Regions from separate parts of the Zea mays genome. Here region 2 is linked to region 1. Evidence: chromatin contacts called from public Hi-C data. All regions are on one chromosome and are shown on one strand. Each heading gives the region's core, a stretch centred on a gene start, on an enhancer-like site or on the middle of the called end of the contact. The rest is flanking DNA. Distances are from core to core; before and after follow the strand shown. Region 1 holds the start of LOC103641260 (AT-hook motif nuclear-localized protein 23). Region 2 overlaps LOC100282280 (Putative MYB DNA-binding domain superfamily protein).

Region 1 (4,252 bases), core at 1,578-4,077:
AGTGGATTTGAGGAGATTAAATACCTTGTTAGTCAAAATTGAATAGAAATGATATAAACCCCCTCCAATCTCTACGCAACCGAATAAGGTCTCATGGTGATTCCAGGGGATTGAAAGGAAAATTAATTTATTTTAATCTTAATCCCCTCCCGCCCCTGTAGGGAATGAGTGTGTCCAAAGTAAGTTACAGTGTATTTTTCCCAGTGTTTTCTAATATAACCCGCTCCCCAAACCACTCCAAATTTGTAGCCATGCTATAGAATTCAGGTGAATGAAATATCTAAATTTATAGATGGGATGGGATATACTTCTGTGCATTTGCATATGTCTCTCTTTTAATTTGGGAGAGAAAATTAAGCAATCACATCTCACCCAATCTAAGGAAAAAAATAGAAGATTGAGTCAACAAAACACAACGCATTTCTCGCCCTGCTTGCATGTATTTCATTATTTACTCATTAGAATTTATGGGGATTCATCCCGACCCTCTAAAAAACAATCAGCTGATCCCTTCCTCAAATGATGTATATATCCAGGTTAATATAGTTAATATGCTAAAAGTCGAGAAAGAGAACAATGAGGATACATAGCTTGTGCTCTGAGCAATGTTTGTGAGAAACACCATATTTGTAGAATTGCAGAAAGCTGGTAGCATATAAGAAACAGTGAAATTCTACACGCCAACAAAGTAAAAAAACAATAAAGTGATGTCCCCATTATATATATATGAAGAGTTATTTGGATCCCTTGCAAGAAAAAAAAAGCATGCAAACCTACTGATTTGCAAATTAAACATCAGTAGAAATAAAAGATATGTAAGCATGAAACCAGCAAATTAAATAACATTCATGAACCAATAAGTAGTAGCACTGAACTTTTGATATGTGGAAAAGAAAAACAAACAAAAGAGCCAGTGCAACCGACAGACAACTTAACGAAGCTGAGGTTTCTTCCCACCAGCACAAGAGTTTATGGTAATAAATTACCTTGAGCATTTGACTCCGGGACATAAACTAAAACGAATTTTGATCAATTTATGAATGCATGTCCTCACAAAACATAGTTCAAATTAACAGAGACACTCAACTTATCAAGAATTAACACAATCAAGTCCCATACAGGTTAACATAAAAAACATGAGAGAGACAGAGATCACAGCAATGGCACAAGAGCGAGAGAACAAGCAAGGGAATGAAGCGGAAGGCAGAGAAAGAGATGCTACTTGGGTGTTGTACACGTAGTAGTCTGTAGTCCACGTCCTCGCGCGCGTGCACTTCGCCGATAGATCTATGGGATCCGTCAAGAGAAGGGCGGCCTCCCGACACCGGCGCCGCCAGGGGAGCCAGCAGGCCAGCCGCCGTGGCCGACCATCGGCATTGGAGGCATCCCCAACGGCAGGTTGAAGAAGGGAAGCCCGGCAGAGGCCGCCGCGGCCGCGGGGTCAAACGGCACGCCACCGGGCTGCTGCTGGTCGGCCCCTGCAGGCGGCGGAGGGGCCACCTCGTCGCCGTCCTCGAGCGGCAGCCTCTCGTAGGCGACGTTGCTGAACGACGCGGCCACGACGACGACCGGGCCCGCGGCGATGAGCGCGCCGGCCACGCTACCGCCGACGACCTGCCCCTGCCCCCCTGCCAGGAAGGCCGCGAGGCTGGTGGCCCCCGGCGGCGCGGGGGGCGGGAGGAAGGAGCCGGCGAGGGAGAGTATCTCGAACCTGCCGTGGAGCGTGGCGACCGCCGGCGAGGCCGGGCCGGCCTGGGACGACTGCGGCTGGCGCAGCGTGACGTTGGCGACGGTCCCGGCCGCCGAGAGCACGCAGACGCCGCGCTGCCTGCGGCGCGCGTATGCGGTGAGCGCCTCGAAGACGTCGCAGCCGGCGGCGACCTCGAGGATGTGCGCCCGGAGCGCGTTGGCGCTCTCCCGGGTGATGATCACGGGCGGCTTGGGCTTGTTCTTGGAGCCCGGCGGGCGGCCGCGCGGGCGGCGGCCGACGACCTCCCCGCCGCCGCCGATGGTGCTGGGCGGGGCACCACCGCCGCCGCCCGATCCCGGCGACAGCGAGTCCTGGCCATCGTCAGAGCCCCCCGCGCGGCCGCCGCCGTCTTCGTGGTGGAGGTGCAGGGACTGGTGGTGGTGGTGGTGCAGGTAGGAGCTTGTGCCCAAATCCAGGCCTGCCATCTTTCTAGGGTAGGAGAAGAACTAATTATATGTCAGTAAGGAGTATAGTAGCAAATAAGCGAAAGTAAAAATAATGGCTACACAACAGTACCGATAATATTAATAATTGGCGGCGCGAGAGAGGAAGTGGTGGCGGTGATGATGAAAATAGTAGACGGCGAGGAAGGAGAGGATGAGAGGCGCGCTTGCTGCGTGCGCTGAATTTCTTTAGGGTTTGTGTGGTGCTTGTTTTCTTGGAGGGGAGTAAAGAATGGTTTCTGGGATGTGGGGAGGAGAGACGAAAAGGGCAGCTATAGCTGAAGGCTGAAGCTGCCGCGCGCGCGCGCTCTCTCTCTCTGCGCTTGGGGTTTCTTTTAATTTCTCTCTCACGTACGTACTCCTAAGTTAATTTATCCTGCTGCTTGCTTGCTTGCTGATGGTGGTGCTTATTGTTCATGTGGATCGGATTATATTTTGGGAGGAGAAAGCAGCTCGCTGGAGTGGGACGGAGAGGCGAAGAAAAGGGCCAGAGATGGGAGGTGCAGGATGGAGTCGTCGTCGATGCTGGCCAAGAGAGAGAAACGACAGGGACAAGGACGAAGGAGAGAGGAAGTGATGGCGAAAGAAGGCGAGAAAGGCATAGGTTAGTGCTGGTCATTGGAGTTGATGGAAGGAAGAAATATAATATATACATGAGCTAGAGAGGGAGAGGGAGGGAGGAGGGTGACGAGGAAGATGCATGGCCCGACTTGCCATAGAGTGACGTGAGGTCTAGCCCTTTGTAGGGCCCATGTGTCTGTCACCCAGGTTCACTCGTTGAAGTGGCGTAATTTCTCCATTTCAAAATAATTACGCATCTCCCATTTCTAGTTAAACCTCTTAAAACTTAACTAAACATATACAAAAGTTTAATCATAGAATATGTTTTCATAATATAATATAAATATTGATATTATTCTCCACAATTTAGTTAAATTTGAGAAACTTTTTATCTATACTACTCCTATAAGACTCTAACGAGGGCGTCCACCAGGCACCATGCCCCCGCCTGCCCCCGCTCGGCGCGATGCTCGCCCCTGTGCTTGCCTCGCCCCCGCGACGCACGCCGCGATGCCCTCGGCCGCTCGTGATGCCCGCCCCTGCGTCCGCCCTATCCCCGCGACGCACGCCGCGGTTCCCCCGCCCTCTCGTGATGTCCCGCCATCGTCGGACGCGGGCGTCCGCATCCTCCGCTCACCCAACGTGCTTGCCTAGATCTATGTCAACAAAACCCACCTGCCTCGCTTGCGACGACCGAACCTCCCGCCTCACCCGGACGCGGGCGTCCGCATCCTTCGCTCTCGCCCCGTGCGATGGCTTCGCACCAGCCGCCGACCAACCTTCGCTCTCGCCCCGTGCAATGGCTTCGCACCAGCCGCCGCCCAACCTGGTATGGGCGTACGCGGGAGTGGTAGGCGAGAGAGAGGGAAAGGCGTGTCATGGAGGAGGATATGGAGGTCACCGAACAGGAAGAAAGGGGAGTCGTGGACTCTGATGTGGAGGGTTTCAGCATTGCTTTAGCAGACCTAGATCCAGTTCAAGGTGACCTTTTCTATTCTTTTATGCATTTCCAGAAACGGTGAAATTTCTCCACATTCCACTACAAAGTTGAATTGTATTATTGCATAGTTTTTTTGGTCGATCCGTGCTCACACCGTTCCTAGCTCCAGACTTATAGCTCTCTCACTTTTCTGGCCGCTTGTACTCCACTCCACTCCACTGTTTTTGTTTCGCCAAAATCTAAACCTGATCGCCATACCAAAGTAGAAATTAGCATAGCACTGAATTGCATCTGGCTACATTAAATAGCAATTTAGCCAACTACTCAATGATCACAAGGCTCACGGGGAAGGAGCCACGAAGATCATCCATTCCAGTAACAACTAAAAATAAAGCAGTAATCAATCTTGGTCAGTTGTTTTCTCAGGCAAACAGTTAACCGAGACATTATGGAATTATCAAATTTCTTCTTTCTTGAGTAAACTTACATACTATAAACTTCTACTAATATGTTTTTACCCTTGGCATAAGCTGGTTTGCCGCTCGTACAACAATACCT
Region 2 (4,272 bases), core at 1,187-3,686, 120 kb before region 1:
TGCACTGGTTTGGCTAGCGAGGAAGAACTTTACATGGCTAGCTCCAGTGAACCATGGAAACGGCAGAGGATTAACTACACTACGGAGAGGGCCGGAGCTATAGAACAGATCATGTAATTTTCCTATTGAACTAGAGACAGGGTATCCCTTGATATAGGAGAAACTTTGACTTACTACTGGACACATGGCATGAGACAGGAAGAACCTGTTCTTGTTTCAAACTAAAGCATGTTTTCATTGCAATCTTTTGTAGGGGTCCTATTGCTAGTCGGTTAAATGTTTTTGTGTACTGCTTCGAATTCCTCGTTTGAGAGTGGGAAACCAAGCAGCGTTTTTTTTTATGGTCTGCGCGCTTAGGCCATCTCAGAGGAATCATATTTGACTTCTACAGGAATCAGTTCAATAGCGGTCGGTACTGCCTGTTAACATGGTGGCGTAGGTGGTTGGTATCGACTGGCTTGGTTAATTCGGCCAATCGATCGGTGAGTCCGTCGATCGATCAATTTGGTCAGTACTCCGATCACGGGTCGGTACTGACTAGTTCGTTAGAGAATGAATACACCCTATAAATATTATTTGTCATCTCCTATCGACTGGCTTGGTAAATAAACAGGGACGGAGCCAGCCCTTTTTTGGGGTCAGCTGACCCCGGTAAATTTCTGAATATCTAATGGAAAATGGTAGCTGACCCCGGTAAATTTCTGAATATCTAATGGAAAATGGTGTTAATAACAATAGTTCTATAGTGAAGATCTAGTAGAAAATACTGATGACCCCGATAAAATTTTTGCTAGCTTCGCTACTGTAAATGAATCCACCCTATAAACAGAGGGGATCTCACTCTCTAATTTATTTGTCATCTCAGCCTCTCACTTTTTGTTTCAATATAGATCGCAGGAGTTCGAACTTTGATACTTTCACTAACTTGCTCAACGATTAAACTTCACAACATCTTGACCCCTGCCGTTGTGGGGGCAAGCCTTACTCTATGGTCTTTCTCCCATCCATCATCCGTGGAAGGATCCTTCTTCTATGTCCTGACCGATTCTTGTGGTTCTTGCACTTCTTGACCAAATGCCCATTCTCACCGGAAGCAAAGTACACAACCTCATCCATGTTCATCTTCTTCTTCCTTTTGAATTGAGTATTCTGATTGGGCTTATAGTTCTTCTTTCCAGCATGTTGCATCATGTTGGCGCTAGACTACCCTTCGGGTGCTTTTGGACCATCTTTTGCCCACGCCTTCTTTTCCACATCAAGATTAGTCGACAAATCCTCAACGGAAATCAGAGTTGTAGCTAAGTTCCTCCTTGATGAAGACAACTTGGCAATTATGCCACCCGCTACAAACTTATCAGGCAAGACATGTCCATGTTATTCGAGTTCCCTTACAATAAGTTGGAACCCATCAGCCTATTCCACGACATAACTACCATCAACCATTATAAAGTCATGGTACTCGTCCATCACATACAGCTCGCGCCCAGCGTCTGAGGCAGAGAACTTGTGTTCGAGCGCCTCCCAATATATTGTAGAATTTATGGCTGGACTTGTATCAAAATTCTTCAGAGCTAATTCTTAACTATCATTTCATCAAGTACCCGAAAAAGGTCCAAGCTATAACACTAAAGAATTTACTGATAATTTGCAGAATCCGCACAACGTGGAGACAGCTTTCAAACTATAACATATCAGGACAATGTGGATATAATTTGCAGCCAGGGAGCGGAATCTGTCACGGACATACTGCAAGAGGCAGTTCCCCAAGCTTGACAGGTACTGTGTGGACAGCACCAAGGACGTGAACTCCTGGACCTTCACCCTCTTCCAAGGACAGTTGTTTTTATAGCATCCTTATGATCATGTGATAAATTTTGTATGGTGTTCACAAATCTGGTTGGTGAGCACACCGGTATCCTTGTGGTCCTGCAAAAGAAGAAGAGAAATGTGCAAAGATTAGCTCAAGCATTTTGTTGTTACAAGGCTAAATAATTTTATGTTGGTTTGGTGCGTCTGTCGTGCTTTAGCATAGAGAACCACCAATCCTGGGATGGCCTGATACCGATTGTGTATGCAACAGAAATTTTTATCCAAGATTTATATCACTAAATTTGTAAAGATTAAACAGAGATCAACATCTGTGCCTTGTAGGCTGCTGGATAACAACCTGGTGCAGAGCACAAGCCCACTTGCATTGCATCCCTACTTGTACTACCAATCAACTCACGCACTAGTTTCTTCAGATAAACTCGAGAGACCATGGTGACTGCATTTTGGACGTGACACTCGTGTGGGACCGTTTCCGTTCCAAATTGACCCTGGCCTCATCCACTGACCACTGGAACTGAGATGCTCGGACTCGTCTCTTACTGTGTCTCCATTAGTCCATCCCTCTCACGCACGCACACATCTATCAGACGATTCGGGCCCGACTCTACCTTTGGGCTTATCTGTAAAAGCAAAGCTCAAAATAGCTCAATTGATGTAGTGAGGCCCTGTACTAAGCCCAATTAGTTGATGGGCTCAAGTAACTTATGGCCCGCAACTACTGCGCAGCATCCGGATTATCTCCGAGACGAATCAGGAACAAGCGAAAACCAAATGGGCGAAGAATAATCTAGAGAAGAGGTCAAGGAGAATCAAGATGCTTTCAGAGGAATAATAAAGGACAGTATATAATCGAGTCGTTGTTACCTCAAAAATGGAAACAGAATAATTATACTCCCTCCGCTTTTTCATATATATACGACGTTTTCTAGTTCAAAAATGAATTATTGGAACTGACGACTGCTTTAACTATTTTTTTGCCAGATATCTCTATATAGTTAGAAATTTATATCAAACAACATTCATGATTGATCTTAACCACATGCAAAGCATTAATTAGTTTGTAGACGATGAAACGGACAGTTTATTGTATGATCTATTTCTGTCTGTATGTTCGATTTTAGATTTTTACATAGACGACATATGTACTACATGTTGGTTCATTAAATATAGAAGTTTCTAAATTTAAATCTCAAATCTAACATGCTGATCCATGCCTTTCGATTCTTGCCATCAATCATCTACAAAGTTTCTAACTTGTCATTATTGTCCCCAGGACCGGACGTCTTTTGATCCGTGTCGTCTCAAGCTTGTCAGGCGGATACGCGGCGGCATTCTTCTTCTAACCGGACGTCTCAAGCTTGTCAGACATGCATGGTTGCTTATAGTTACTTGATATATGAGCGAAAATTCTAGAGTGATCGATCGTCGGACATCAATTCTTTTACTATATGTGTTTTATATTCTTGAAGAGAACTTGCTAGAACTGTTGTTAAAGTATCTAGTGTAGAGAAATCTTAGGTACGTAGTTTAATTATACAAGGAATGGAAGAAGCTGCATGTGTTGCTGCCAAGATACACTCGGGAATCCTTTGGTCAGCTCATATGCAAGGGTATCGGATCTGGGGATGCATGGATGAACTCTTTTGGGGCTAAGCAACGATGTTGTGTGTGTGATTTGCTATGAGACTAAGAGGCTCACCAGCATGGCTGTCATGTACTGAACTTTGGGTGTTTCAACATGCACTACACCATGACACAATATTGCCTACGGACTGTCTGATGGTAAAATACCTAAATAGCGTCGCAAAGTCTGTCGGTAAAGAGTTTTAGCGACAGACAATGTGTGTCGGCGAAAGTCCTGTCAGCAAAAAGATTTACCGGCAGACATAGATCTACCGACATACTATCTATCAGTAATGTTTATGTTTTTGCCGACAGACATATCTTTGCTGTCGGACAGACTTTTGCCAACATATTTTTGTGTCGACGCCTTGTGTGTCGCTAAAAGTCTATATGCCGACAGATTGTCTGATGTTATTTCCTATGTGCAGTTAAAAAAAGAATACATGCATACAAATATATGCTAATGAAACAAATAATAAACTGATTATGATGCACATTGTAGGACAACTTGAATAATATGTAGCTTAGAATATATGAAATTTGATTACTAAAAGAAGATCAATCTTTGACTTTGGATTCCAACATATATTTGTTTAGAACACGCTTTCTGTGATGAACATATAAAAATAATAGCATACATGTTTCCTAAATTTTGAAGTGATCTTTCAGTTCTATTACATGCAAAAGTATAAAGATTCATCTAGCAAACTAAATTCTCTCCATCGGCTCGGTGTTACGCCAACAACTAGCATGCATGCGAGTAATCATTTTTTCACACTTCAAGCAATCTGATCCTTGCTTCCAGCTCCTCTTCCTACA

Evidence for each region. A called contact is a pair of places that touch in the nucleus more often than the background predicts.
Region 2: a Hi-C map of leaf shows a contact between it and region 1, with 7 times the contacts expected there. The contact joins the enhancer-like site here to the promoter of LOC103641260 in region 1. A contact is called at or near these places in 3 of 25 Hi-C or Micro-C datasets (ear, leaf and tassel).

The regions. Positions count from the first base shown.
Region 1 is chr10:78,830,006-78,834,257 of Zm-B73-REFERENCE-NAM-5.0, reverse strand. It overlaps LOC103641260 (AT-hook motif nuclear-localized protein 23), which reads right to left and starts at 2,827. Exons shown (of 2, transcript XM_008664622.2): 1 at 2,267-2,827; 2 at 1,010-2,175. The coding sequence starts at 2,175. The coding sequence ends at 1,300.
Region 2 is chr10:78,949,350-78,953,621 of Zm-B73-REFERENCE-NAM-5.0, reverse strand. LOC100282280 (Putative MYB DNA-binding domain superfamily protein) reads left to right here. Exons shown (of 2, transcript XM_008663702.4): 2 at 1-341. Among protein-coding and RNA genes, the nearest start is that of LOC100282280, 6.9 kb to the left of the region's middle. Within about 2 kb of position 2,436, at least 17 of the 20 cell types and tissues checked have an H3K27ac peak or open chromatin away from gene starts, as enhancers often do. A contact at or near this core is called in ear, leaf and tassel, where this site is marked.